5 separate regions of the Mus musculus genome follow, and regions 1, 2, 3 and 5 are each linked to region 4. A link is a contact called in public Hi-C, HiCAR-type and promoter capture Hi-C data. All regions are on one chromosome and are shown on one strand. Each heading gives the region's core, a stretch centred on a gene start, on an enhancer-like site or on the middle of the called end of the contact. The rest is flanking DNA. Distances are from core to core; before and after follow the strand shown. Region 1 holds the start of Map2 (microtubule-associated protein 2). Region 2 has its middle 29 kb from the start of Gm25832. Region 3 overlaps Kansl1l (KAT8 regulatory NSL complex subunit 1-like). Region 4 holds the start of Pikfyve (phosphoinositide kinase, FYVE type zinc finger containing). Region 5 holds the start of Kansl1l (KAT8 regulatory NSL complex subunit 1-like).

Region 1 (5,288 bases), core at 587-3,086, 1.1 Mb before region 4:
TCTCACGGCTAGAATCTTTCAAGCTTATAGCGGTTGTCTCAGCCATTTTTTAAAAAGTATAGTTTTTAGAAAGCTAAAAGTATGAAATATTTTCAACTGACAGTCTTAAAGGAGAATTCTAAGGAGGATTCTATCGGGATGCCAGGAAAAGGCTTAAGGGTGGCACTGACTGGTCTCTCCTCAGGAAGGCAGAAAATGTCTTCCATTTTCTTTCTTTCTTTCTTCTTCTTCTTCTTCATCTTTTTTTTTTTTTTTTTTTGGTAAATGACTACTATATAGGTTTTGTGGACAAGAACATATGTTAAAGTCAGAGATAAAGTTAAAAAATTAAAGAGCAGGCAGTAATCATAACTGCCCTTTCAAGTCAATATACACCCTCATGCTAAGTTTAAAAATGATTATTTTTCATGTAAGGCTTGAGGCCCAGATCAATGGATTCAACTGCTTTCATAGCAAGAGAAAGGATCTATTTTCTTATGTTATTAATTCTGAATAAAGCATATGATACTAAGCTCTTTTGAAAATTAACCATTTCTGACTTTAAATATATTTCCTGTTGTATACTAAAGATATTGTATAGAAATTATAATATTTTATTCACCAAATTTCACAACACTGAGTCATCCCTGGGCTTCAGTCTCCAAAGCTCTTCCCATCTAAAAGGGTGAACCATTTTATTTAGAATATTTATTTTTTAAAGCATGGATCCACAGGAAACCTCCATCTAAAATAATTTTTAACATGTTTCTCTTAAGTTCAAATAAATATATTTTCTTTGTGATACACATATTTCAGACATTTTGTTAACTGTCACAATGACAAAAATCCAAACATTACAGATGAGCTAGGCAAGCTGATATTTCTTAGTATTTGCAGCATAGACAAAAGGCATATATTTTTTAGATACTTTCTATTCAAAATAGCCTCGGCTGATGGTGAAATCTGCATAAGAACTCCTACATCTTCTAGACAAAGATCAGACAATCCACTCTGGGATAAAAAACCAGCCATGAGGGTAAACCTAAAATAAAAGCATTCCAATTCTTTCTCAATTGCCCTTCCTTTAAACGTCCAAATAAATCATGCAGTACCTTTTAATTTTCTGACTGAGTGCTTCCCAATCAGTGCTTCCTCTGTTAGAGACAAGCTGAGGAACCTAGAGAAACAAAAGAAACACATATATACATATAGGTTTGTCAGATAAATATCAAAAATCACAACTCACCAATAAGTCCATTCATCCTTGATATCCAGATAATAAATGTATGCCTTGGAGTCTGGAGCACAAAAAAGGCAGCGCTTGGATTTTAAGCTCAATAACGTATTTAAAACACAGTATTCCGAGGCCACATAAAGCTGATCCTTTGAAAACGTGGATTAAAAAGAAAAGAAAATGTAAAAAGCCCTAAAGCATTACCGGTAGATATGCAGCAATACCCCTCGAATGGAGTCTGTAAGAGCTGCCACCGCAGAACCCTGCTTCAGGAACACTCCCTCTGTTCTGTGTCGCTAGCTCCAGACAGACGCAGTCTGAAAGCCACCAGCTCCTGTCTGTGTGTGCCGTGGAAAGGGAAGCTGCAAATTAGAAAAAGTCCCCGCAGTGGCGGAAAGGAAAATAAGGCAAGTAGGAGAGGGAGAGAGAGCTCACTAGGCTTAGAATTTTCGAGAATGATGACAAGCCACTCAGCTCCGCCATCATTCACTGACAAAAGGATGCTGCCTCTGGCTTAGGATTTAGCGGTTTGCCATGGGGACTTCTGGTACCAAATGCCTGACAGGCATTTTAATTGCCTCCATCCAAATGTGTCCCCAGGAGTCAAGTCTATAAGCCTACGAATGTCATCATCTGGTCTCCTTTGTGTCACACACACACACACACACACACACACGTGGGGGCGGGGCAGGCTTAGAGAGACTCGTTTTCAGGAATATAGGATTACAGGCAAGTTAAGCTACACAAACTGGACATAAGTAAATGATCATTAATTGGAATTTTATTATCTATATGAAGTATACTAGAGATAGTTTGAGGTTTTGTCATTGACAGATGAATACAATATTTAAAAACTATCCCATATTATTATTTATGTCCCAAAAAGGTATGTATTAAAGAAGTGTATATACTAGTATATATTTTTCTACAGAAAATTCAAAGGCTTTGTAAATATGATAACTACAAGCTTGGCAATGTGTCACTTCAAGGCTAGCCATGTGATATCCCTCTGCAATCATTTTATTCTGGTTCCATACAAAAGAAGGTGACAACCAGTTTGAGGACTGGGACTTTGCTGTCCCTGAGGTGAAGGTTATTACAGGGAACTCAGTGTTTGGCATAACCAGTCTCCCCTTCGTGTTAGCAAATGAAATTAACAATTGAATATCCCTGTCATACAGTGTGCTTTATGTAGGGGACTTAACTGTAGAATAATTCTTCACCTGTATTATCCTGGAGAAAATGGTTAATAGATGAATTGGTAAAGCATTGTTAGAGCCCTGAACCAGTAAATGGAGTAAATTTTCTGTGTATCAAAAGGGCCAGCTGCAAAGAAGGTTGCTGAGAGGAAGTATCACCATGGTTACCGGAAACAAAAAGCAAGGGGGTGGGGGTTGGAGAGAAGGGAGATGCCAGGAAGAGAGAACAGGAGTACAGTGGAGAAAATCTGGAGACAAAAGGATACAGTTCCTTCTCCTCCTTCTAGAAAGCTCTGCCTCTGACAGATTTGTGTTGTGCTTTCAATTCAATTAAGATGGAGTTTCATTTCCTGCTGCCATGTTCTTCCCCATTTTTGATCATGAGCTAATTTTGCTTTCATAAATATTCATTTTTTTTCTTTTCTATGGGATTGATCCAATCCATATCTGCATCTTCAGAAATCACTCAGCCTCACAGATGAGAAAGCTGGGGCCTGAGGGCTACTACATCCTAATTCCCACACAGAGGCAGCAGCCTGGCTTCCTAACTAGCCCACTGGGCTGTCCCCTCTCACCAAGTGACTTTCTCTTCTTTCCTCTTATGCTGTTTGAAGGCAAAACAGAATCCAGTAAGATCCTGTGCCTTTGATCTTGTCAACCTTTCATTTGCAGAAGCAACATTCTCCCCTTTTAGGACACACTGCACTAATCTTACGAACCAGCTTTGCCTACTGTCTGTGCTGGACTGTGTATAAGGCCACAGAACTTGGGTGATCATAGCAACAGCCCTTCTTCCTTTTACATTCTGGCAGTCAGATGGATCAACTGCCCTTTGCAGATCTATCTTGTTCACCCAGCTTAACCATCAGGGCCTGGGACTTCTGACATTATTGGCATTGTTGTTTTTACAAGCATGAAAGTGGAATATCAAACTGAGCCAGGGTTCCCATGTTGATCGTATATATCACAATGTAAATCTTTCTGGGGTTATCTAAAACAATGATGCTGGAAAACTGGAAGTCCAGGTGTATTGTATGCATGCATGTGTGCATGCCAATGTGTGTGTATGCGTGTGTGTGTGTGTGTGTGTGTGTGTGTCAGTGTGTGTGTATGCATGTATTCATCTATGTGCATGTAGAGGTAGAGATGTCAGTCAAAAATCTTTTTTTACTACAGATTTAAGAAGTGATTTTCCTCAGCCTATGAATCACAAAAATGACTGGCCTGATAAGATATTCTCAATGGTGCAATAATAACAACATTTTTATTGGGGGGATAACCAACAGCTGTCTAATTAGACTTAAGGACTGCTTAATAGGAAGGAATTCATGCCTGGTACTGTGTGTGGCTCAAGCCAACTACACATGGCAGGAGAGTCATAGACCCTCGAGGAGAAGCTACTCCTGCTATTTTCCTAAATTAATCTAATTCCTAACTACATTCTAAATCCCTGTCCTTTCACTTATAGATTAGTACAGTTCTCAGGAATTCTCAAAGAAATTTCTTGCCCCATCAGAATGCAGAATCACAGAGATCCAGGGCTGATCAAAACATAGAGAATAAGTGACTATGGTGTACCCAGTCATAATTGGTAATCTACATCGCAATGCTATACCCAAGGCTCAGGGAACATTCCAGAAGAGGGGCTGGAAAGACTGTCATTGCCAGAGGACCTGCTGAGTTATAGTGTCATTTGCTCTCCTTCTGGACAGAACAAAGAAGCTGAATGCATGAGGTCTTAAAAGTATGGTTTCCTAAGCAAGATGTGTATAATGAAGGCATCAGTTGACAAGCCAGTGTGGCTGGGGTAAATTTCTTGAGGCCCTAGATAAAGGGCTGAGACAGAGAGAATCATCTCTCTCCAAGGATGATCCCCTGATTGGTTGCCCAATCCCAAGTAGTTAGTCCTAAACACATGTACATTTGAACAACACCAGATACACTCAATTCTCTCTGTCTCTCTCTCTCTCATATAATACAATAACAATTAAAGAAGAGAAGGTCATGAGTGGAAGTGATATAAAACATGGGAGGACTAGGAGTTGGAGCAGGGAAGCTGTATTGAGAAAGATGTTTATACAATTCTTATATATGAAAAAGATTTTTAATAGTGTGAAAGTTACATTAATGGATGATTAGTTCAAAGACAATAAAAGTCATCTTTGTGGTACATATGCTTTCCCTATTATTCATATTAAGCATTCTATGTGAATGCCATATTTTACTTACATTGCCATAAAAATCAGTATTTTGATTTCTACTGTATGATTTACATTTATTTAAAATTTAAAATAGATTTCTCTCCTACTTCCTTTGAATTCTGCAAAGTGCCTAGCAAGAGGCTGCAAGCTCTTAAATGACCAGAAAGAGCAGGATTGTCTTCTGTTGATATTATAATACACTATGTTTGAATTTTTTAAATTAAAAAATTATCATAATAGTTAATGAAGGCTTCTTAGGGCCAAAATACTCTGACAATCTTTTTAAACTTGACTATAGCTGAGCATGATAGTTCATGCTTATATACTCTCAATTCAGAAAGAAAAGAGGGGCAGAAAAACATGTTCAAGGCCAGACTGGATCACAGAGTGAGACCTTGTCTCAAAATGATTAAGACAATAAATAGTATGCTTTTTGCTTTAAAAATTAATAGAAAATATGTACTCTCGCCCAGCTGTCTTGATTTTGTTATTTGAGATAATAGGCAGATATGTAAGCATTTTGCAAAGAATTATGATACCAAAGTCTGCTTAATATAATCTTTTTTTCCCTTCAGCTAAGTTGGTCCACATAAACCAATAAATATTACAGTTAAACACACCTGACAAAGATGACAGAAGGTAAGAAGGAGAGATGGAAGAAAAGATGGGAGGGCA
Region 2 (5,874 bases), core at 1,864-4,363, 1.7 Mb before region 4:
AACCTATACTTATCCTGAGGCAGGAGGATTGTCAGGAGCATAAGAATAGCCAGGGTAGTAGAATAAAAGCCTGTCTCAAACACTCGAGTACTTTGCATTGGTGGTATTTTCCAGTGATGGCGCTGCTCTGTCACTGTTGGGATGAGCTTGAGTAGCTGCTGCTCTGTCACTGTTGGGATGAGCTTGAGTAGCTAATCGGGCTTACAGTCTTCACTGAGACTGATTGTCTAGATGGAGTGGTCACTGGGTGAGATCTTCAAGATGGTACCTAAATAACATTAAAGTGGGAACAGATGCCAAAATGGAGGAAAGGTTTTTAAAAAACGTAAGAGAAACCTGAGGAGGCATAAAACGTAAGTTACTCCTTCAGGAAACATCATTGAATGAAAAGACAGAAACTAAAAGGGCAATTAATTTTAAAATTGGGGAAAATTGATTGCCATTTAGACTAGGTAGAGTGACATTTTCTCAGCATATGAAGTGGTAAGTACCGAAAAATTGGCACCGGCCTTTGTTTTGCTCTCTCTGTGTTCGTCACTTAAATCCCCTGCTGCTCAGTTCACACCACGGTCTAATTGGGTCGGTGTTCGTTTCTCATGTGACAGGGTTCTAGTGCATTTTCCTTTTTGTGCCTTCCACCTGGCCCAGGGTGGATGCTCAAGTTGCTGAGTCTGGGTTGCTTATCTTGGATGGGGGGGGGGGGGGGGTGCAAGGGGGGGATAATGGAGAAGCCACTGTCCTGAAAGCAGCAGCAGGAGGTTTGAGGCTGGGAAGAAAAGGTCCCTTGATCTTTGAGTTAAGGAGAGAAAGCCAGACCTGTAAGTAAAGAGGACAGAGACACGAAGCCAAGGAAATCCCTTCAGATGAACTAGATTCTGTGCAGTCGGTGGCTGGTGGGCTGAAAGGCACCGTGAGACTAGCAAGGAGAATATAAAGCACGGGAAGGGAGCTTGAGAAACCAGGACAGGGGCGTCATAAAAATATCACCCAAGACCGGGCTAAAATGCCAACCTCCATAACACGGAGCTCTGGCGGGCTCGACCCTGAGCACACCAGATCCACCTAGGAAACATTATAAATTGAGTTACGGATCTGAGCTCAGAAATCCTGATTTACGAGACCTGGAGTGAGACCTTGGCTTTGACATTCTTTAAAGCCCCCAGTGCTGCTAATGTGCAGCCAGAGATGAGACCCACTGCCTTCTCTGCCTTGGTAGAACTTTACTATTTAAAGGGAACGCACTTTCTTCAGTTACTGGCTCTGCCTCCCTTCCAAAGACAGCAAAACTGTCAGCATGACAGGAAGTGGGGTGCCAGGAAAGACAGCAAGAGGTAATAATTGTGTGCCCTACTGTTCAGCTTTGACCTGTATGAAAGCACTTGTTAGTTTGGGGGCTTCTCCTCACAGGCTCACAAACTTATGCGATCGTAAACACTAGTTCTCAATGGGTTGGAGCCCTTCTACCAACTTCAGTGAAGCCTTTTAGCATGTGCAGATTCGAAAGGAAAACTTCCGAGTGAAAACAGTTGCCCTCCTGCGAATATTGACACCACAGGAGTGAGCAGAGCCTTGATTTATTGACGTGCTTGCTACTATCACAGTCACAAATAAGACCAAGTATCACCACTTTGCATAGACCTGCTCTATGAAACTCTAATCACATCAACAATGAGGGAAAACAGACAGGCAAGTGTTTGGTAATTTGATTAAAAGAGATTGATTGAATGTAGTGTTACTAATAAAAGTGTTCCTTTTGGGCACGGAAGAAACACTAGCGAGAACACCATACTCTCCTAGTTCGGATAGAATGCCATTGTTACTTAACTCGCACTGAAGATATGCACTTGCAGCCTGCCCGTGGACATTTTTATGCCTCTTTCATTTTGCTTCAACTACATACTTAACAGGAAACTAAAGGCGCGGGGGGGGGGGGGGGGGCGGGGCGGGGGGGGGTTGGGAGGATGGATACAATCCAATGATGGGTATTCAATTAAAAACTAGCACAAAGCAAGCTTCTTTCATGCAAATGTGATGGCAAGCCCGAATTTGTTTTAGCTTCCTATTACCGTCAGAGAGTTAAATGTATCCTTTCATCTAATCCTTCTGACATCACCACGAGATAATGGGCATTATTATTATTACTCCTTTTTTTTTCACAGAAGAGGAAATTGAATGTCAGAGAAAAAGAGTTCGCCTGTGCACACACAGACTATTAATGGAAGATAACACTGACCTGGAAGCTTTCCACAAACCTCAGTGCTTAACCATACTGGGACTTCACACATCAGAAAATGGGGGCAAAAATATGACCACAGATTGCTTTGGGCGTGTCCTGGACATTCCCACCCCCACCCCCACACACTTCCTCTTGGTATTCTCATAAAATTCTTAAAACACAAATTCGCCCAATTGAGAAAGGTTTCATTATATTCATCTTCACACAGCAAGCTGACGCTGTGTGGAATTTTGTTATTGGCCTGTTCTGGTTTGGGGGGTGGGGGGGGGAGGTCTGTTTTCTTTTAAGGACAGTCTGTGTCTCAGCCCACTTGTACAATAAGATCTTTACGGGAACTGGGAGACAAAAGGTTGGAGAGCCAGTTTCTAGCCATGTATTGAAGGACAAAGGCTACATGAAACCACACAAAGCTGCTGGTGTTTAAATTTATGTTGCTCTATTGCCATCTTCTGGTTTTATTATAAAATGCATTTACCATTGTCAATCAGGCTGTGGACGTAGGTGAAAAAACCCACAGCAGCGAGAACCCCAGAATGTGTACTCTGGAGGGGCGCACACAGGGTTGCTTACAGTGCAATTGATTCCCATTAATTTAGTTGTTTATTAAGATTTTCGTTTTCCTTGAAATGAATTCTCACTTAGTTTTTATGGCTGGCTCAAGCAGTGCTCTCTTGCCTCAGCTTCCTCAGGAGCTGGAATTAAAGCAGCACACCACTGCACTTAGGTTTGTTAGCTGATTTATTAATGTAACAAATATTGATGAATCTGGGTGGGGCTGAGTGCCAGCAGTAGCCAAAAGTGTAGATCCTTCTATCAGGAATGCTGGAGCCCTAAGGACATTAAGACAGACCTAGAGTCACTCAAATGTTCCACCAGCAGATGGCAGCCAGTTTTCACTGCATTCTTTCTATGTGTTTTTAATTGGCGTTCTTTGACCAGCACCATAAAGTAACTAATGCAGGCAAACAATTGCTAGCTCTTGCCTAACCCTGCTGTTCTTTGAACTTAATGTACAGCACCATTTAAGCTTTGTAGTCAGATGGACACGCACAGGCTGAAGAACATAGCTCGTTGTCACACGTAATCTCTCTTGTAAAAGCGTATCTGGTGTTAATCCCACTGGGTGAGAAGAAGAACACTATCACAATGTTTGCGTGAAATTTAAAGCAAGCTTTAGTTAAACAGTGAGCAGGATGATGGACTCTGGCCAGATCCATTCCTGCTTTCCCAGAAAATGACCATGAGTCACCTTGTGCAGAGTCTTCACAAAGGCAACCCTGTAAAGTCACAATATTTCCCAACATGTCCATTCTGGGGGAAGCACATATCCTAAGGAACTTCCTGCCTGTATACCTCCCACCTACATCCAAGCAGGGGCAAACACACACCCTGACATATTTAAATATACATCCTGATATATTTCTTGCCTAAGTACCACCACCACCACCACCACCCGACACACACACACAAACACACTCACTTGTGGTCAAGCACATCTGGTGCAGTTGGGTCAAACAAACTTGTTTAGGGAAGTGACAACATGTGGTTTGTTATTTCCTATAAACAATAGCTGCCAGCATTTCAGCAAGTATCTGTCTCTAGGCAAGGCAATTAAAACTTAAAATGTAACTTTGGCTCTTAGAAGAGGAATAAAGAAGTTTGGGCAGCTGGCGTGGGCTAGGTGACCTGGGGGTGCTGGGTCCCAGAGTGGTAGCCCTGATGGTGATGGTGATGGTGATGGTGATGGTGATGGTGATGGTGATGGTGATGGTGATGGTGATGGTGATGGTGATGGTGATGGTGATGGTGATGGTAGGGCATTCTGACGTGAGCCTTTGTGAACATTGGAGCCTGGCCAGGCAGGTGGGTCCAGAAGTTCTTCAAGAGAAGAGAGCCTCCTGCCAAGTGTTACAGCTCAGTAAAAAAGCCAGTCTCAGAACATCCTTGATAAAATGACTTGTATGATTTATTCCATGTGGACAGGGAATATTTGAACGTTAGGGAGTGGGGTGGGATTTGGGGGTTAAATGTATTCTATTGGCCGAGGCTAAGATGCTGATAATGCTCTATTTGCATGCGGAGGAATCCCATGTGCTGTACTTGTAACCATCTGGTTGGGGTCTCCTGGTACGTACTCTGAAGCATGGAAACAGAAAGGGGGCTAGCCCCACTCCTACCAGTCACAAGTCTGAGGTTTCTGGTGTTTGAGCATGCTCCACCTCACCAGCTGTAGGACAATTCATCTGGCTGCTTGGAAATGAAAATATTAAGAGCTCAAACAATAACTGCAGAGGCAAGCTTTACTGGAAGAATACAAGCAATAGGAGAAAGGGTCTCAGGCACACAAGACAAGTTAGAAGAAATGAAAACTGCTAATAAAGAAAACTGTTAAGTTGAAAAACTTAACAGTAGGCACAAAACATACAGGTAGTTTGGGATACTATGAAAAGACCAAATCCATGAATAAAAGGAATAGAGGAAAGAGGAGAAACACAGGTCAAAGACACAGAAAATATTTTCTGTTTTGTTTTGGTGTGTGTGTGTGTGTGTGTGTGTGTGCGCGCGCGCGCGTTTGTGTATTTCATATGAAGCCGAAAGTTGTCCTTTCAAGATCTGTAAAAAAATGTTGGAATTTTGATGGGGATTGAATTGAATCTATAGATTGCTTTTAATAGGATGGCCATTTTTACAATATTAATCCTACCAATCTGTAATAGAAATTATAAATTTTGCTAGCCCATATCAAAGACACATAATCCAAGTATTTTATTTACAAGCTGTAAGTCTAGATTGGACAGGTTTTTAGAGCTATTTTAACTTACATCCCAGCCATATGTTCCTTGTTGCTTGCTGTTTCTCCTGGCCACATGCTCATGGTCCATCTCTTCTCATGGTGGCTTCCTCCTCTCTTCATGTCTTTTCTTCTTTTCTCTTTGGTCTCTCCTGAGACCCTCTCACTTGATCCTCAACGCCCATCTTTCTCCCTCTACTGCCCAATCACAGTCTCTAGCCTTTTATTGATCAGTTAAATTGGGGAGCAAGGTTTACATAGCATCACTTGGTGTGTGTTAGGATCTGCTTGTGTGTGTGTAGGAGTGGGTAAGAGATCTTAAGAGCCAGTGTTTAGCATTTAAATATAGCAGCAGCAGACCAACTGCCTACAACAATCCCTGAGCATGGGTGATCTTTCCATCTTCTAATATCACCAATTTCTTTCTTCAATATCTTCAAGTTTTTAATCATGTAAAAATTTCACTGCTTGATTAGAGTCGTGCCAAGATATTTTATAATATTTGCTAAAAAATGTTTATCAACTATAGGAGTTTTCTTCCTGGTGAAATTTTTTAGAGTCATATACATATATATACATATACATTATACATATACATATATACATATATACATACACACACTCACACACAAACACACACCACACACACACACACACACATACACACACACACACACATACTATCATATCATCTGCAAATAAAGATACTTTGAGTTCTTTCTTTCCAATTTAGTGATCGATAAAGAAGGACTCGGGCCACTGTGGGTGGTATCATTCCTGAGCTGGTGGTCATAGATTTTAGAACAAAGCAGGATGAATAGATACAAGACAGACTTCATTCAGCAAC
Region 3 (5,159 bases), core at 713-3,212, 1.6 Mb before region 4:
CCCTTCTGAAACAGGGTATTATGTATACTATGTTGGCCTTAACTTAGTGTGTTAGTAAACCAAGCATGGTTTTGAACTGATCCCCGTTTTCATATCTAGAGTGCCTGGATCATGACTTTGCTGGGAGTTGAACCCAAGTTTTATGAATGCTATATATGAGTGTTTGGTAATTTGCAAAACCCTGAGGTTTGAGGCTCAGGATTTCATAAAACTGGGCATATTGGCACATACCTGCAATCTCAACATTTGGGAGGTAGAGGCAAGAGGTGAAAAGTTCAAGGTCATCCTGCGCCACACAGTGAGCTCCAAGCTATGGTGGCCTAGATCAGACAATGTCTCACAGCAAGACAACACAAGACAACACAAAACAAAAAGGACATGCATCATGAATTCCCACTGATGACACATAGTAAATATAGACTGGCAGGTAGATAGGACAGGGTGTTAAATACAGAATGGATGATAAAGTAAAGAATGACTGGCAAGAATAGAGAGTGGTAATAATCCTGGGGTCAGGATTGAAGAGAGTGTAGAATAGAATATCTGCATAGACTTAAAAGTACAACAACCATTCCTACCTGTTGTCAGAGGTTTATAATTTTATTTTTGACAATCAGAAAATATTTCATCCAAGTTATCAAAGCCAGCTGCAGGGGTGTATAACTCTAACTTAAACATGAGTATTGATTAGACAAACTAAGAAACAACTGGCTTGGTATACTTAAAAGTTTTTAATGTCATGTCATGAAGAATTGTTCTTGATTGTGATATTGAGAAATATGACAAATTAATATGTGATCCAGAATAGAATATTGTCAGCAGGACAATATTCTTCGAACAATGAGAAAACTGAAATATGGTTGATAGATTATATAAAGATACTCATCAGGTTGGGGATGTAGCTCAATGGTAGAGCATCTGCCTTCCACCCAACACTACATTCTGGCTTCATTCCCAGCAATACATCAAACAAACAGAAAGTCAGTATTGGATTTTCTGAATGTGATGGCTATTTTCTTGTTATATAAGAAACCAACCTACTCTAGGAAGCATCCACTGAAATTTCAAAGGGTAGTAGCTAACAAGTTAACTCCTGTGCACCTAGGATGGTATCAGTTCTGTGTCATCCTTTGGAGAATAGAGGGTACAAGTCTGTAAGAACATTTCTATCCTGGCTGATTCAAGGCAATGCATTGAGAAGGAACAATGTAATGAAGAGGCTAAGAGCTCTTCTTTAGTCAACCGGATGTAGGAAGTACTTAGCTAATCATCAGTTCTTCTGTTTGACTTCTAAATATTAAAAGGCATTTTCAGGATTTATGGTTTCATTCCAGTATCACTTCTATCTTTAGACTAATAAAACAGTGAACAACTTAAAAGCTAGTTCCTTTTCAGGGATCTATCAGAGATGTGAGATTATCAGGCTAATTGCTACCCTGAACTATTTAGAGATGTGCAAAAAGAGTCACAGCTAAATTCAGACACAGAAGCCATATGGTACACTAGTAATGTACACTAATAATGGTACACAGTCTTGAGTGAACCTCCATTCCGCAATGGACTCAGCCACTTTAAAGCTTCAAGATGAGAGGGGATGGCTAATGGCTCTAGCAGGTAAGGAGGAAGACAATGTGAAATAGGCTTCCTCATTATCTGTAACAAGGATTCTTCAAGGGAAAGAGAACATCTTTCCTATTGTTATTACTAGTAATCTTTCACTGAAGACAAGTGGGTGTGTTTGTGTGTAAATAGGAAACATTGGTTAAATTCATAGCTTAAGGATGTAAGCTTTTAGTGTAAGGATACACTAAACTTTAGATGCAAATTAATCAGAAGATTAAGAATACTGCCTTTTCACACGCTTTATTGCCAAGCTAAAGGAACTCCAGTACAAGAACAGGTATGGCTTTTGACTGAGGAGGAATCTGAAGGGATCCAGAAGTGAAACAGGAAGTGGAAGACAGACTGTAAATTAAAAAGACAACCCACAAGTATCTTAGCAGGAAGGAAATACTGGCAGTTAACTTGCTTTTCTCTTTCTTCACTTTTTTAGCTGTTTATTTTTCTTGGTTTTGTTCCTCTTGGCCTGCTCTTGTGATTGCTTTTTCCTCCCTCTGTTATAGCTTTCATGCTTTTACTATTTTCTTTACTGATTCTCTCTCTCTTACCCCTTTCCAAACTCACCAATTTTTCAACTTATTTTTAGTAGTAGCTTTGGCATTATTAATAACTTAAACTTTCCTCTTTTGTAATTACAATCTGAGACCCTTTATAATCTTACTAAGGATGTTGGTTAAGTAGTAATTTGCATTTTAATACATTTTAATAATTGTTTTCTGGACAAATAGTTGTTTTGTTATTAATCTCTACTTCCTCTCCTTTAAAGAGTATTGCAGACTATAAGCCCAAGAGAAAACGACCTTCTCAAAAGTTATGAATAGATAAAGAAAAGAAAAATACATATACATCTCAAGAGATGTCTAAGTCACAATATAAAAATCCCAAGAAAATGAAAAATTTAGCTGGTAAGGCTCTTTAGCTAACTCTTCAGTAAGTAAAACCAAAGATGCTGAAATCATTACAGTGTAAGACAAGAAATTCAAAAGCCTACTGTAGATATGACCAATGACTTCAGAGAGGAAAGTCTGAAAAAGCAGGTGACTGAAGTGTGGATGTCAATGCAGGACCTATATTAAAATTGCTGAAACTTTAATCAAACAAGAAACAAAATAATAATAATAATAATAATAATAATTAATGATAATAATAACAATAACAACAACAATAACAACAACAGCCACAACCACCAGTGGAAACTATCAAACATGGAGTAGGTCAAAGAAGAAGAAACAAACCAGGGATTAAAAACAAAGTCAAGAGTACATTTAGAGATTAGTTTACAAATCAAATCAAATCAAATCAAATCAAATCAAATCAAATCAAATCAAAACAAAACAAAACAGGATGCCTGTGACTTTGAAAAACCTAAATGTACGTTTAATAGAAGAGGTGAATTTGAGGCTAAAAGCATAACAAACCTTTACAAATACAGAGAAACAGAAAACTTCTCAAACCCAGTGATACAGAGAAACAGACACTGGAGGCACTAAGAAGCCCTAATAATATGGCAAGAATAGAAGCTCTCCATGCCACATTAGAGTTAAATACAAACAACAGAACAAAGAAAGAATATTAAATACATGAGGAAGCTACATGAGGTGTCAAGTAGCCATTGGTGAGTTTGTAGTCCACATGGAGAACACATGGAGGGTAACACAGCAAGACTGTTTAAAAGTGCAAACAGAAGGCCAAGCACAACACAACAGCATTCCGTGTACTTATAAAGGCATTTCCATCCCAGGAACAATAGACCCCTCCTCTCACTGAATGCCTGAGAGGGTAGAAAAGCATGGCATGATCTCATCCACGTATTCATTCTTTCTTTCTTTCTTTCTTTCTTTCTTTCTTTCTTTCTTTCTTTCTTTCTTTCTTTCTTTCTTTCTTTCTTTCTATCTATCTATCTATCTATCTATCTATCTATCTATCTATCTATCTATCTATCTATCTATCTATCTAATCTATCTATCTATTTAATCTATCTATCTATGATTATGTTCTCTATCTATCTATCTATCTATCTATCTATCTATCTATCTATCTATCTATCTATCTATCTAATCTATCTATCTATTTAATCTATCTATCTATGATTATGTTCTCTATCTATCTATCTATCTATCTATCTATCTATCTATCTATCTATCTATCTATCTATCTATCATCTATCTAATCTATCTATTTAATCTATCTATCTATGATTATGTTATCTATCTATCTATCTATCTATCTATCTATCTATCTATCTATCTATCTATCTATCTATCTATGATTATGTTCTTTCTATTCCCAACTGCAGGGATTTTATTTAAAAAATGTTGAACTTGGTCAAGGACCCCTTATCCATTGGAACAGTGAGACAATCATGTGCTTTATGTCTCTTTACATATGTATGTGTTATAGTTATTAATTTCTTATGTTAAATCATTCCTAAATCTCTGAAATGAAACCAACTTGTGTGTGGTATACTACACATACACACACACATACACACACATACACATACACACACACAGCCTAACAAATGTACAGCCAAAAGTATACAAAAAGGGGAAAAGTAAAAGCATTTTCCCTAAAATCAAAAGCAAGACAAAGGTATTCACTGTCCCCATTCTTATATAATACATCATGGGAATTCTTATCTAGATCGTAAGAGTAAAGCATGAGAAAATGATATGCATACAACATAAAAGAAATATTCAATTAACCGTATGTGCAAGTGTTTGGATATTATACTTAAAAGACTCCTCCATAAGACTTTTAGATTGGCTAAACATTCCCAACACATAGTGGGATATAAAAATCAACATATAAAATATAGTCTACTTTTTAATATACAGTTATAATTATGCTGAAAAGGAAATCAAGGAAATAAACCTTTCACATTAGCTTCAAATACAATAAGAAACAATTCGAACTATAAAAATGATGGCGATCTATAATAGAAAAGTGAAAAAAACTGATGAAAGAAACCAAGGAAGATTAGAGAAGGGAAGACATCTTAAGCCAATGAATCAGCAGAGTTAATATTGTGAAAATATGTATACCACCCAAAGTTCTTATAGATCCAATGCAATTCATAGAGCCATGCTAACAAAGACTCACCACCCCTGGGAAGGCAGAGAAGATCAAGAAACAAACCCATATGGTTACAGTTTGATTTTCAAGAGTTGTTCAAAACAAAACTTACAGAAAATACAACTTCAACAAATGATACTGAGAAAAGTGATTCACATAATTAGGCCCTGTCACAAGAACAAATGATTCAGAATATATAAAAAGAACTTATAAAACTGAACATCAAACCTTCTACTGTCTAAGCAATAAATGGGCTAATGAATTGGTCAATTCTTACAAGATGTATAAATGGCCAATAAACATGTAGGAAAATGTTCAGCATCCTCAGCCATCGGGATAATGAAAACCACAACTAAACAGATTCCCATCTCACCTTAGTCAGAATGGCAATCATCAGGATAGCCAGAAATATAAATTCTGTCAAATAATGAATAAGCAGCTTATATACATAATTAGTGGAATAT
Region 4 (5,865 bases), core at 1,102-3,601:
ACTGCTGTGATGAAACACCATGACCAAAGGAACGTCTGGAGTAAAGGGTTTATTTAGTTTACACTTCCACACCATTGTTTATCATCAAAGGTGGTCAGGAAAGGAACACAAGCAGGGTAAGACCTGGAGGCAGGAGCTGAGGCAAAGGCCATGGAGGGGTGCTGCTTACTGGCTTGTTCCTCATGAACAAGTGTTTAGCCTGCTTTCTTATAGAACCCAGGACCACCAGCCAGCCCAGGGATGGACACCACCCACCGTGGGGGCTGGGCCTTCCCCCATCAATCACTAGTTAAGATGATACCCTACAGGTTTGCTTACAGTCCATCTTATGAAGCCTCAATTGAGGCTCTCCTGTCTGAAAACTCCAGCTTGTGTCAAGCTAACATACAACTTCGATGCTATAGCATAAAGGATTAAGATGGCGATTAATCAAGTAAAAACTCAAAGTTTTGTTTTGTTTTAAAGACCACCAGAGAAAAAAGATGTAATGGCAATGAAAACCCTCATGCTTCCAAACACAACCTATTCTACGTCCACAAAAGCACCAACGAAAGCACAAAAACCAATCCACCTACAGAGTCTTAGAATTACTTCTAAAGGTCTTCTATATCCACAACTTTCTTTAACCTTTGGACATGTGAAAGTAAAAAATTATCATGAAAACACACATCACATCAAGTGCAGTCTCTAAAAACATAAATACAACCACATAGACCTAATCTTAATAATTACATGCCACCAGCAACCAAAAAAATTACAACTCTGATTTTTAGCAGCATAATAACTGTTTATACTGTAAAGGATGGCTCTTTCTGAATACATAATTAGAAATATTAACCTACTTATCCAACAACTTCTGCAGTGTTTCTCTGCACTAGTGTGGTATACACAGATTTGAAATGAGTATCTTGGTGAAGCAAATCAGAAAATGAATTCGATATTAAAGTGTAGCTTGACCTATCAGCTCATACGAAAACTGTAGGTGAAATTCAAAACAGCAGTGTAATCATTTTCTAGAGTGTTTTTTTCTTAAGTATAATTCTCAAACTTTTATCTATTAATGCAGGACAGCTGAATACAAGCAATGTTAGCTTCCATCAAGAAAGGCATATTGTTCATTTTGTGACCCATGCACAACAGAAACATTAAAGGAAAACCAGTGTGATCCACGTAACTTTTCCAGAAAGAGGCAAAGGGAGGGGGAGGACTCAGGAAATTAGTGTTGCTTCTCAGAAAAGTCCTGACCTTAGTCACAAGCCTTAACCTAATGAATCGAAGAGAAAGAAACTAAGACTATCTTCCCCCCACCCAACCCCCGCCGCCACCCCGCACGTGTGTCGGTCTCTGTCTCTGTCTATCTCTCTTTCACTCCCCCCCCCCGGGGGGGGGGGAGAGGGAATGGGACAGAGTGGGAGTCCTGGAGAGGCAGAAAGAGACTCAAATAAATGTAAAACAAGACGGTGAGGTTTGCTGGGCGTCTACCTCTACCAACACAAGATGCACCAACTGAAGAAGCAACCCTTCATCATTTAACACATTACGCACTTAAGATACACAGCAATGACCTGCTTTATGCAGAATTGCCATCTTCCCCTGAATGTCCTAAGAACCTACATAGGACAGAAGACCCTAAATTCCTAAATGCATCCATCAAATTTCACTTTCAACCTTTCTTGGGAACCTCTTGGGAAAGGGGAAACGACTTACTCGGAAACAAAGCCTCCTCCTCAAAACAGGACTACGTTAAAGTTAAAAAGGAAAAATAAAAGCCTCAAATGGCAAAAACCAGCATTTAAGCTGGTGGACACACTCAAGCATGGAATGGTTTCTGTGGGTCAGAACTTTCTTTTCCAGAGTAGGCTGCACCCTGAGACTTGAGCTCGCCCGCTCAGAGGAAGGGATGACATGGTCCACCTCCAAAATAAGTTCGAGCATTAGGAAAACAGAGAGGCAAGAGAACTTCCATTGTGTCAAGGAAGCCTCGGCGGGAGATGGCCCAGGAGGCCCGCGGCCGGTCTCGCCACACAGGGCCGCCGGGCGCTCAGAAGCCAGCCGGTTCCCGGCGGGTCTTCCCCGCTCGCCGGCCGAGTCTCGGCCGCAGAGCCCCGGGCCCTCGCCATCCCTCCGGCGGTGCTCCGCGACCCACGCTGGCCTTCCTCCCACTGCGCGCCCTGCCTGCCCATGCCTCGCCGCCTCCCTTACCTTCGCCTCCCGCCCCGGCCCCGCGGGCCTCCCGCCTCCCCGGCCTCCGCCTCACCACTCTCGGCCGGGAAGCCGAGGCCAAGCACAGCGCCGGCTTTCTCAGGCAGCCGGCGGTCGCGCCGAGAAGCCCAGAGGCTTACGCGGTAACTGCGGCTTCTCGCTTCCGCCTACCACCTCAAGGCTCCGCCCAGTACCCCTTCTAACCAATCATCAACCGGCTCCAAGGGCCGGCTCCGCCTACTTTTCTCCGCCCTCTAGACCTTCCGATCAGATGTTCAGGCTGAAAGAATCCAACCCAGAGAGTATCGTTCTAGACCCCCCCCCCCCTCCCCCCAGAGGACTTAACGCTGCCTCAGCCATCCTGAAGGAAGCGGGGAGGACGGTGCATGTGAGCATCACGCGCGCCAGGCATTAGACGCCAGCCAGTCGCTGTTACCGTATGTGTTCAACAACGTGAGCACATATAATTTAGGACCGCTCTCAGAGCTCTCTTGGACCGACTTCTACCTGTGTAGTCCAGAGTGAAGAGGTAGTTAATTAGCTTTCAGGATCCTTTCAGGACTCCGCTAACACCAACTATGTGTCTTTGAACAAATCGCTTGTTTCTCTAGGCCTCACACCTCTGGTGGGTAAAGGAGGGTTAATTATAGCTGCGTTTACTCCCTGTTGTTTTACTGTTGTTGTTTTTGTTGTTAATGTTTTTGGTGGTCTTGTTTGAGGATTAGGTAGAACTGTGCATGAAAGGCAGTTGGCACAGAATCTGACTCAAGTGAGGTTGAATATAGCTTTTTTTAATTCGGGTTTTGTGTTGCAGATAAGAGTTATCAAGCCCTGACTTGCTCAGCTTAGTATTAACATGACCCGTTATTTTTGTCCTGCTAACAGGGCTGTGCCGTTAAAAGTAGAAAACAAGCTAAAACCCGCTTACTGAAAGCGTAGGGCTTTGCAGGGGAGCATTGAAAGGAATCTGAAGGTTGGTGATATTCTGAGAATTCTTTTCTTCTAAAACTTTGGCATTTCCCACCCAGCTTTGGTTTTTTGTTTGTTTGATTTGTTTCAACGTTGGAAATTACCATCAAAACCTGAAGCTAGGGGACGCTGCAACTCCTGGTCACCATCCTTAACTGGCTCTTGGATCTTGTCCTCAGCGTCCTCTGACCGCATTGGTCTTCATTACTACTGTGCCTCTCTCCACTCTCCACTCTAACTGTCATCTATACAAATCAAAACACCGGGCTACCTTGGGTACTATCTATCCTTAACCTAACCACCTCCACCACCAACCACGTCCCTCACACATATCCCTGGGGGCTTGCAATGTCTCTTCAAACAAACCTTTCCCAATAACTCCTTCCTTGGCCCATAAACATACACAAGCATCTTCCCTAAGAAGAAGAAAAAAAAATCTTTTCTTAAATTAGCCCAACAGACCCTAATATTCCATAAACGTACAATAAATTATAAAATAGACCAAGAGAACACAATAGATAATCCAGCAGAGAGGATAGCAAGATACAGAAGAAACTCTATGTACAGAAACACCCGATCAACTAACACTTTTTAAAAGATATAGTGGGCTGAGCGGGTGCCAGAGGAGCATAGGGGGACGGCCAGGGGGTCAGATTCCTCTGAAACTGGAGATATAGGAGGTCGTGAGCCCCCAAATGTGGGTGCTAGGAATCAAACTTGGGTCCTCTGCAAAAGCAGTATATGCCCTTAACATTGAGCCATCTCTCCAGCTCCTCAGCTAACATTTTATGAGTCATTAATTGGACAAGTCCTCGTTCTCTGCGCCAGTCACTGGCCACATAGGTACCGTGCTAAAGGTAAAGCTGTGGCCATAACACAGTCCATGTTCCCCAGAAGTTTGCACTTCCGTGCCTACATTAGCATGAAGTTTAATTTCTGTGGGAAAATTGACTTCTCTTTTAGGAAAAGAAATTAGTTTGGGTTCTTACCTCATCCTAGACATCAAAAATTAATCCCAGGTGTATTTTATCTGTAGAGACATTTTGTGCGTACCTGTAACTATTCTTTCCCAGAACTTCCATCCAAGCACTTCTATGATACTTGCTGGGCTTGGGTGCACTATGGTACTGTGCTCACGTGCTTATAATACTTTACTGAGAATTCGTAGCCTTTCCCTCTCTTTATATTGGTTAGTATCAATATAATTTTTCTCAGTAATGCCCCAATTCAACACTGTCACTATTCAGTCTCTAAAAGTTGTCACTATTCTTTAAAAGTTGTCACTATTCTCTAAAAGTTGCCCCTGATTTGGCCAGTGGAAGCATCTCATGAAAACCCTGGGTATTGTTGCCAGGATCCATGACTTTCTGAACATTTGCTTTCTGTTTCCTATTTTCCCCTCTTACCTCTGCTCCCCAACCCCTAAAAACTACCACTCTGCTCTTTTTCTTTCTAACTTAACATTTTTAAAACTCTACACTTGAGACCTTACAGGGCTTTTATTTCTGGCGTATTTCACTTCCTATAGGCTCCTCCAGGTTCAGTATGTTGCCACAAAGGATAAAATTTCCTTGTTTTTAAATTTATATTTGTTCTAATGTTCAAAGTCAAGTAAATATTCTCTACTATCCCATAGATCATCTCTTCAAAGTTGTTTTTCTCGCTTTCCAGAGCACTTTATTTTGATAACATCCTATTTGTCTGTTTTGCTTTTTTTTTTTTTTTTTTTTTTTTTTTTTTTTTTTTTGCCTAAGCTTTTGGGTTAAACAAAATAAAAATAAAAGTCAAAAAATAAATAAAAAAAAATAAAATAAGAAAAACAAAAGTCACTGCTCAGGGCAATGTCATGGGTTTTTTTGCTTGTGTTTTCTTCTACTAATTTGTACTTTTTAGGTGTTAAATTTAGATATTTAATTCAATTTGAGTTAATTTTAAATGTAGTGTGAAATATCAATCTAATTTCCTTCGTGCACTGTGGGTATTCAGTTTTTCCCATAACATTCATTAAACAGACTATCCTTTCCCTCAGGGTTTTTCTGAATAGTAAGTCTATCATAAGTGGATTTATTCCTGCTCTTTTCTTTCTATTCTGTGGTCTATGTCTACTTTTGTGCTGAGACCATGCTGTATTGATGAACATAGCTTTGTACTATTTGGAATCTTTAGTTTTTCGGACTACTCTTTTAGTAGTCCTACAAATTATAGAATTGCCTCTTTTTCTAGATTTCTGCTTTTTAAAGCTGGGAAGCATTATTAGGGGAGCAGGTGATTTGAGACAATGTCTATGTACCCAAAGTTGTCCTCAAACCAGAGAGTCTCCTGCCTCACCTCCTGAGTGCCGGGTTTGCAGGACTGAAACACTACACTCAATTCATTTTTGGTTTCTTGAGACAGGGTTTCTTTGTGCAGTCTTTGCTGTCTTGGACTAGCTTTGTAGACCAGGCCAGCCCCTAATTCTAAGCATTTTCATTTTGTAGTATTACAAGTGAGATTGTTTTCTTGATCTCTTCTGAGGAGTTCTCTGTTATAGAAAAAAAGGACTATTTACCGTTTTTGTGTTGCTGTTAGAGAAAAAAAGGACTATTGACCGTGTTTGTGTTTTGACCTTGTTTTTGTTGTGACCTTTTGTGTGTTTGTGTTGGTTGCATGGCACACAATGCTACTGAGTTTCAGTACTTCCCAGAGGTTTTAGGT
Region 5 (5,422 bases), core at 1,535-4,034, 1.6 Mb before region 4:
GCAGTGTTTCCTGACTGGAAGAAGTGACTGAGTGGATGCCAGTGCCGGCTTTATCTCATGAAATCATGGCAATACTGCTTACCTGGGTGCTTTCACGGGCTCCCAGTCAGGTCATAATTATGTCAGCAAGAACTGTGCCCTTCTCTTCTCCTTGCTGTTGCTGGATTTTTACACCTTTCTCTTCTCCCTCTCCTTAACCAATAATATATTTTTTTCTTGGAAACCAGCTTTCTTTTAATGTATCTTTAAAATAATAGATACTTGATTTTTAAGAATACATGAATCCTTTCAGTATTGTGCTAAGTAAAATAGGAAAACATTTGACAAGTGTCTTATAATATCAATTTTTAGAATTTAAGGTATTCTAAGGTCACTTGGAAAACTGGCATGCTTATATTACATGGAGCAGAAAACATGACTTAGAATCCTGTTCAGTGTCAAGGAACAATGTGCTTAGTGTGTAATTAAGTGAGTTAAAATAACCTCTGTGCAGTGCCATTTCATACATATGAACTACAGCAGGTTACAGAAATCACTGAGTTTTCTTCCTTGTGCTTTTTACAAAATAAATTTCCAGCTTGTGGTATTACACATTCTTTTCTTATTACTTTTCCTTATTACTTTTGAAGTATCATGAAATTGAATGTAAAAGGAAAAGGAAAGTGTTACATACATGATGGTTTCATATTTTGCTATATCTATGTAAGGTCTACATAGTCTGGCAGACTGAGGCTAGCTATAAGATGCAAGGATTACCCCAGTGTTGGAAAACAACCTATTTCCTACCGTGTTTGATGAACAAATGAGATACTACAGTTAAAAGCTTGTTGTAGATTTCTATGAATTTTGCAAAGTTTACTATGCTTTGCAAATATAAGCACCCTGCTGCTCTGTCCCCCTTATGAGTATAAATATCACCACAAAATATGTTTTCAGTACACATTTGGTTAACTTACAAGGATTTTGCTTTGGTAATAAGCAATTACTTCACAGGGACAAAGTAACCTTTTTTTTTTTGTTTTTGTTTTGTTTTTTTGGAGACAGGGTTTCTCTGTATGTATAGCCCTGGCTGTCCTGGAACTCACTTTGTAGACTAGGCAGGCCTCGAACTCAGAAATCCACCTGCCTCTGCCTCCCAGGTGCTGGCATTAAAGGCGTGCACCACCACACCTGGCTTGACAAAGTAACCTGTAGGCTCCATAATTACCCCAGCTTTAAATTTGAATTCCTTGTCAGTCATTACTCTGCTAGATACTGAGTGTAGGGCCTCCTTCACCCATGCTAGGCAAGCGCCCTCTCTTGTCTATGATTTAACAATGTAAGAGACAGTGTTGTTTTCTGCTCCAATAGTTGGATGCATATCATCTCCACCTAAGGGTACTGCTTTCTAAGTTATTCATGCCTTCCTCCCATTTTTTTTTTTTTTGTGAAGCCTTTAAAATGAATGCCCAGGTGAATACAGGATCTTAGAACTGCTTGATCACCGTTGACTTCTCAAACGGCTATACATCCACTGTGCAGTTTTGTTTTGGGTTTAGACACAGTCTCAGTATGTCGCTATGATTATCCTGGACCTAACCACTAGACTAGGCTGGCCCACCTGTGCCTGGGATTAAAGGTTTGTACCATCACTCCAGACCCTACCACATTCTTTAAGTGTTTTACCCATCCCTTTAAATATGACAAATATCCAGTGTTTACTTTTTCCTCCAACACACTGTTAGTCCATGATTTTTAATTGAATGAAGGCAAATCTATTTTCTGGACTGCCCATCCTTGACCCATATTGAGCAATTATTGTTCTGAGTAATTTTTATAACCATTTTCCCTACTGTAGGCAGTTTATCATAAAAATTATTTCAGCTATTTATTCATGTACTAGAAAAAGAAAGAACAGTTAATTTTCCAACTCTGGTAATGTCTTAAGTATTGCTTCTTTATGACTTCAATTCTATACACTCCTGCCTGTAAGCCCTTCCAAATAAATAAGGTAGAAGTGATATATCGATCTAAAAATTCTAGTGCCTTTTCACTTCCTACAGCATTCTAGTGAAAATCTGCTTAGCAAAGCGTCTAATCTATTATCTAAGGAGCTATATTTAGGCTATCGTTTTTTTCTCAAGCATCAAGTTCAAGCCTGGGGAAATGCCCGGGTGCGTTTAACGGTGGTGAGCTGCGAGCTGCGAGCTGGGCCAGGTGCAAGACTCGCTCGCAGAGATGTTTCTGTCTCTAGCCAACTGTTTCCATTAAAATCCCGCTGGTCTGCGCTACCTCAGAGTTAACTGCAGAGCTCCTTAATCATAAGCTAACTCAAATGTATCCATGGCAGGTCTGCCACCTATTTTAAGGTCCTCAGAGGTCCGACAGAGCATGACTCGGGATCGAGCCTCTGGGACCCATAGAAGCAAAAGGTTGGAGCGTTGAGGGCTGCTTAACCCTCGGCCTGGCCAGGACGGCCCTGCCCGCCCGGAGTTTCCAGGTCTTATTTTCCTGTAACAGACCTAAAGAAACCGCAGCGCCCCGCAGCACGGCCGGCGGGGTGACTTTTGCGGGCTGGCACCGGGGTGGAGAGAGCGCGGGACAACGGCGGCGCGGAACGCACTGGGAGCCGGCAGAGTTCGGCCACCGCGCTCAGGCTGCTTTCAGAACGCTCCCAGCGGCTTCCGCGGGCCCCGCCCCCGCCGGGGTTTCCCCGCCGCCCGTCTCATTTGCATGGCGCGCCCCTCCCCCGCTGCCATTGGCCGGCGCCGGGCCCCGCCCTCCCCCACTCCCCTCCCTCCGCCGTAGGGTTCCGTCCCCCGAGCGCCCGGAGCTGCGGGCAGCGGGCGGACTGTTAAACCGCGGCGGCGGCGTCAGCCGGGGCGGGAGCGGGGCGCGCTCTGGAGACGAGTCGGCGGCGCCCCGGGTGGGGGGAGGCGGGCGGACAGCTAGAGATCGCCTCGGCGGCCCCCACCACGGCCGGACCGAAGGTGCGGCGGCGGAGGGCAGCCAGGGCGCCCCAGCAGGCGAGTGGCCGGCGTCGCAGCGGCGGGCTGAGGGGGGTGGGTCTCCTCGGCGGGGGACGGCGGCGGCGCGGGGCGGGAAAGAGCGGAGAAGACCGCCGGGTGGACTCGCGGGCTCGGCGTCCGCCGGGCAGCCCCCTTTGCACCCCGAACCCTGCTTGCCGTTGGACTGCGGGCCCCGGCACAAGACCGTGCTTTGGGGCAGGGGTCGGACCGCAGCCAAATTTAAACGGCTAAACCTAACAGCCTTGGCAGACACGGCGGGGAGGGGAGGGCGGGGCAGGGGGCGGGCCTGGATTCGAGTCACGTGGGGATGGGGCGGGGCTTGGCAGGCCTCCCTTTTGTTTTGGCTGGCGCGTGCGCAGAAGGCGGAACACGTGGTTTTTCTTGGGCACGCCCTCTCCCTCCCCCCCCCCCCGCCCCCCGCAAGGCTGGAGCAGCGGCGCCTGTCCTGGGGGTGTGGGGCGCTCTGTGGGAAGCTTTCCGTAACGCTGAGCTTGGCTGGCCAGCGGCGACATTAATTTCTTCTTATTTGGGGCCGTTATGGATTTGGCCTTTAGAATTGTTTGGGGTGGAAGGGAGTGTTGTGGTTTATTGAAAGGTAACCGGTCCGAGTTGGTGTTGCTGCTTGTGCCCAAGAGGGGAGAGGGCTAGCTTTAAAAAAAGAAACAGCGTTTGGTAAGGAGAAATAAATGCAGGACGGTGTTGTGTGGTCCCAAATCGGGGAAGGAGCTGTTGGGATCTGCCTTGCGAGGAGCGGGCGCTGCGTGGGCGTCCTCGGTACCCCCGCAGAAGGCGCGGTGGCGGTTCCCTGTCCTCGCTGTTCCCATCGCGGGTTCCCGGGAGACTGGAGTTGTGGGAGTCACCTTCTGGCTTTGATTCCCCCAGCTTGGACGCAGAATGTGCCGGAGAGACTAAGAAAGATTGGCCGCCGCCGCCGCCTTTAATAGTTTAACTTTGTGTTTGTAGAAAGGTTTTTAAATCCTGATTGGATAGGGCAAGTTTGATAGCAACATAACTTCCCCGAAACTGTTCCTGAGCACAGCTGGCAAAACAGGCAGGATTTGAGGGTAGAAGTAGTTCTAAAAATAATTCGACAGTGGAGGGGGAAAAGCGCAGGTGTGGAACGCAGACTGTTTAGTAATGCCGGGGGTTGATTTCTGCGGTTTCCAGAGAGCTAACTAGCCGTTTCCTTGGGCAAGTCACAGCCTTGCTGATACATCTGTTTCCTCTGGAAAACCGTTTCGTAATACAGTTCCTGCCTTAAAAGAGTGTAATGAAGATCACGTGCCTTGTGTTAGTGAGCATAAATCACCACGTAATGTGGTGGTGTAACATAACGTCAGTTTTTAACAAAGCTAGCATATTTTTGGAATTTTAAGAATAAGCCGTGAAGTAAGATATTTGATTTTCGCCAGATCTGTTGCACTTTTTGTGTTGTTTCTGGCCATGTAACCAGGCTGGCCTCCGGACTTGCTGTGTAATCCAGGTCCCCTTTAGAGCTGACCTAGGAACGTGTGCCTAACTGCTGTAACTTTAAGTTTCTCTTCACGGTTTGAAAGATCACTGTCAAGGTCTGCTATCACTTCTTATCTATGTATAATTTTCCCTAAAACTGGAGAGCATGCGTTTTCAGTTAATTTAAAAGTAGAAATATTAAATATTCTCTGAAAAACGATTTTAATAACTGCTTAACATTTTCATCATTTGAGTATATTTTTAGTTTTTCCTATTGGCAGATGTTTGGGGTTTTTCTAATATTTTGTGTAAATTATTACACAAGTCTTTGAAATAGTATACTCCCCTTTCCCCATTAGATTTATAGGAGTCTGAGCCGGTTTTTAAAGTTTTTATGCTCTTGTGACACCCCAATTTTGAGCATGTATTAATTTACTCATAGAGGTATAAATGTGTCTCCTGCCATAGCCTAGTTCATCACCCAGGATTGGCTATATGGGGAAAACCTTGTTGTCCACTCCCACTCCCACACTGACCTGTATGTGGTATCTGGTGCATTTCCTAACTTACTGTTAGGTATTTGAGAGAAAACTTCATATTCACATGAGTATAGCAAATAGTGGATGTCTAGTAAAGACTTGCCGATTGGCTGCAAATATTTAAACTTTTTTTTTTAAACCGGTGAGCCGTCAGGAAATTGTCTTTTCCTTTTTTGTCTTAAGAGTACAGAGTTGCTAATGTAGTAACTGATTGAGCTGTTTGAGTACTTGTTCCATACGGCTAGGCCTCACTAGTCTTTATAGTTTTCTATTAAATGTTCCAGTAACTTGCCATTGATAAGCATGGCATATCCAAAATGTTGGTCTGCTTTTCCTGCGTGTATCCTTACACGTGGATATCCTTGACTCACTCACCACGCTTCCAAGGTGCTACTGTGAACATTTCATCCTGATCATCGTTAT

Evidence for each region. Promoter capture Hi-C pulls out the DNA fragments that hold promoters and counts their contacts. A called contact is a pair of places that touch in the nucleus more often than the background predicts. HiCAR-type assays count read pairs that join an accessible place to other places.
Region 1: a HiCAR-type map of astrocytes shows a contact between it and region 4, with 2.7 times the contacts expected there. The contact joins the promoter of Map2 here to the promoter of Pikfyve in region 4. A contact is called at or near these places in 1 of 39 promoter capture datasets (hippocampal neurons), 1 of 484 Hi-C or Micro-C datasets (cerebral cortex) and 2 of 115 datasets of contacts at active chromatin or transcription factors (astrocytes and embryonic forebrain).
Region 2: a HiCAR-type map of astrocytes shows a contact between it and region 4, with 3 times the contacts expected there. The contact joins the enhancer-like site here to the promoter of Pikfyve in region 4. A contact is called at or near these places in 2 of 39 promoter capture datasets (hippocampal neurons and pre-B cells) and 4 of 115 datasets of contacts at active chromatin or transcription factors (astrocytes, embryonic forebrain, large pre-B cells and 1 more).
Region 3: a promoter capture Hi-C map of pre-B cells shows a contact between it and region 4. The contact joins the enhancer-like site here to the promoter of Pikfyve in region 4. A contact is called at or near these places in 10 of 39 promoter capture datasets (the C10 cell line, cranial neural crest, frontonasal cranial neural crest and 6 more) and 4 of 115 datasets of contacts at active chromatin or transcription factors (astrocytes, bone marrow-derived dendritic cells, embryonic limb bud and 1 more).
Region 5: a contact with region 4 is called in a Hi-C map of B cells, with 11 read pairs. The contact joins the promoter of Kansl1l here to the promoter of Pikfyve in region 4. A contact is called at or near these places in 18 of 39 promoter capture datasets (the 3T3-L1 cell line, the C10 cell line, the HPC-7 cell line and 12 more), 27 of 484 Hi-C or Micro-C datasets (B cells, CD4 T cells, CD8 T cells and 21 more), 23 of 115 datasets of contacts at active chromatin or transcription factors (the 230-238 cell line, DN3 thymocytes, the SCID.adh cell line and 19 more) and 2 of 9 other capture datasets (adipose tissue and liver).

The regions. Positions count from the first base shown.
Region 1 is chr1:66,318,272-66,323,559 of GRCm38.p6, reverse strand. It overlaps Map2 (microtubule-associated protein 2), which reads right to left and starts at 1,836. Exons shown (of 15, transcript NM_001310634.1): 1 at 1,418-1,836; 2 at 1,092-1,156.
Region 2 is chr1:66,893,125-66,898,998 of GRCm38.p6, reverse strand. No RefSeq gene overlaps it. Among named protein-coding and RNA genes, the nearest start is that of Gm25832, 29 kb to the right of the region's middle. Within about 2 kb of position 3,113, at least 76 of the 459 cell types and tissues checked have an H3K27ac peak or open chromatin away from gene starts, as enhancers often do. A contact at or near this core is called in astrocytes, hippocampal neurons and pancreatic cancer cells, where this site is marked.
Region 3 is chr1:66,756,189-66,761,347 of GRCm38.p6, reverse strand. The region is part of intron 6 of Kansl1l (KAT8 regulatory NSL complex subunit 1-like); the gene reads left to right. All of the region lies in intron 1 of Gm46093 (a long non-coding RNA gene), which reads right to left. Among named protein-coding and RNA genes, the nearest start is that of Gm46093, 21 kb to the right of the region's middle. Within about 2 kb of position 1,962, at least 6 of the 459 cell types and tissues checked have an H3K27ac peak or open chromatin away from gene starts, as enhancers often do. A contact at or near this core is called in pre-B cells, where this site is marked.
Region 4 is chr1:65,183,171-65,189,035 of GRCm38.p6, reverse strand. It overlaps Pikfyve (phosphoinositide kinase, FYVE type zinc finger containing), which reads right to left and starts at 2,351. Exons shown (of 42, transcript NM_001310624.1): 1 at 2,203-2,351. It also overlaps a transcript of Idh1 not described here.
Region 5 is chr1:66,814,957-66,820,378 of GRCm38.p6, reverse strand. It overlaps Kansl1l (KAT8 regulatory NSL complex subunit 1-like), which reads left to right and starts at 2,784. Exons shown (of 15, transcript NM_001122738.1): 1 at 2,784-3,005.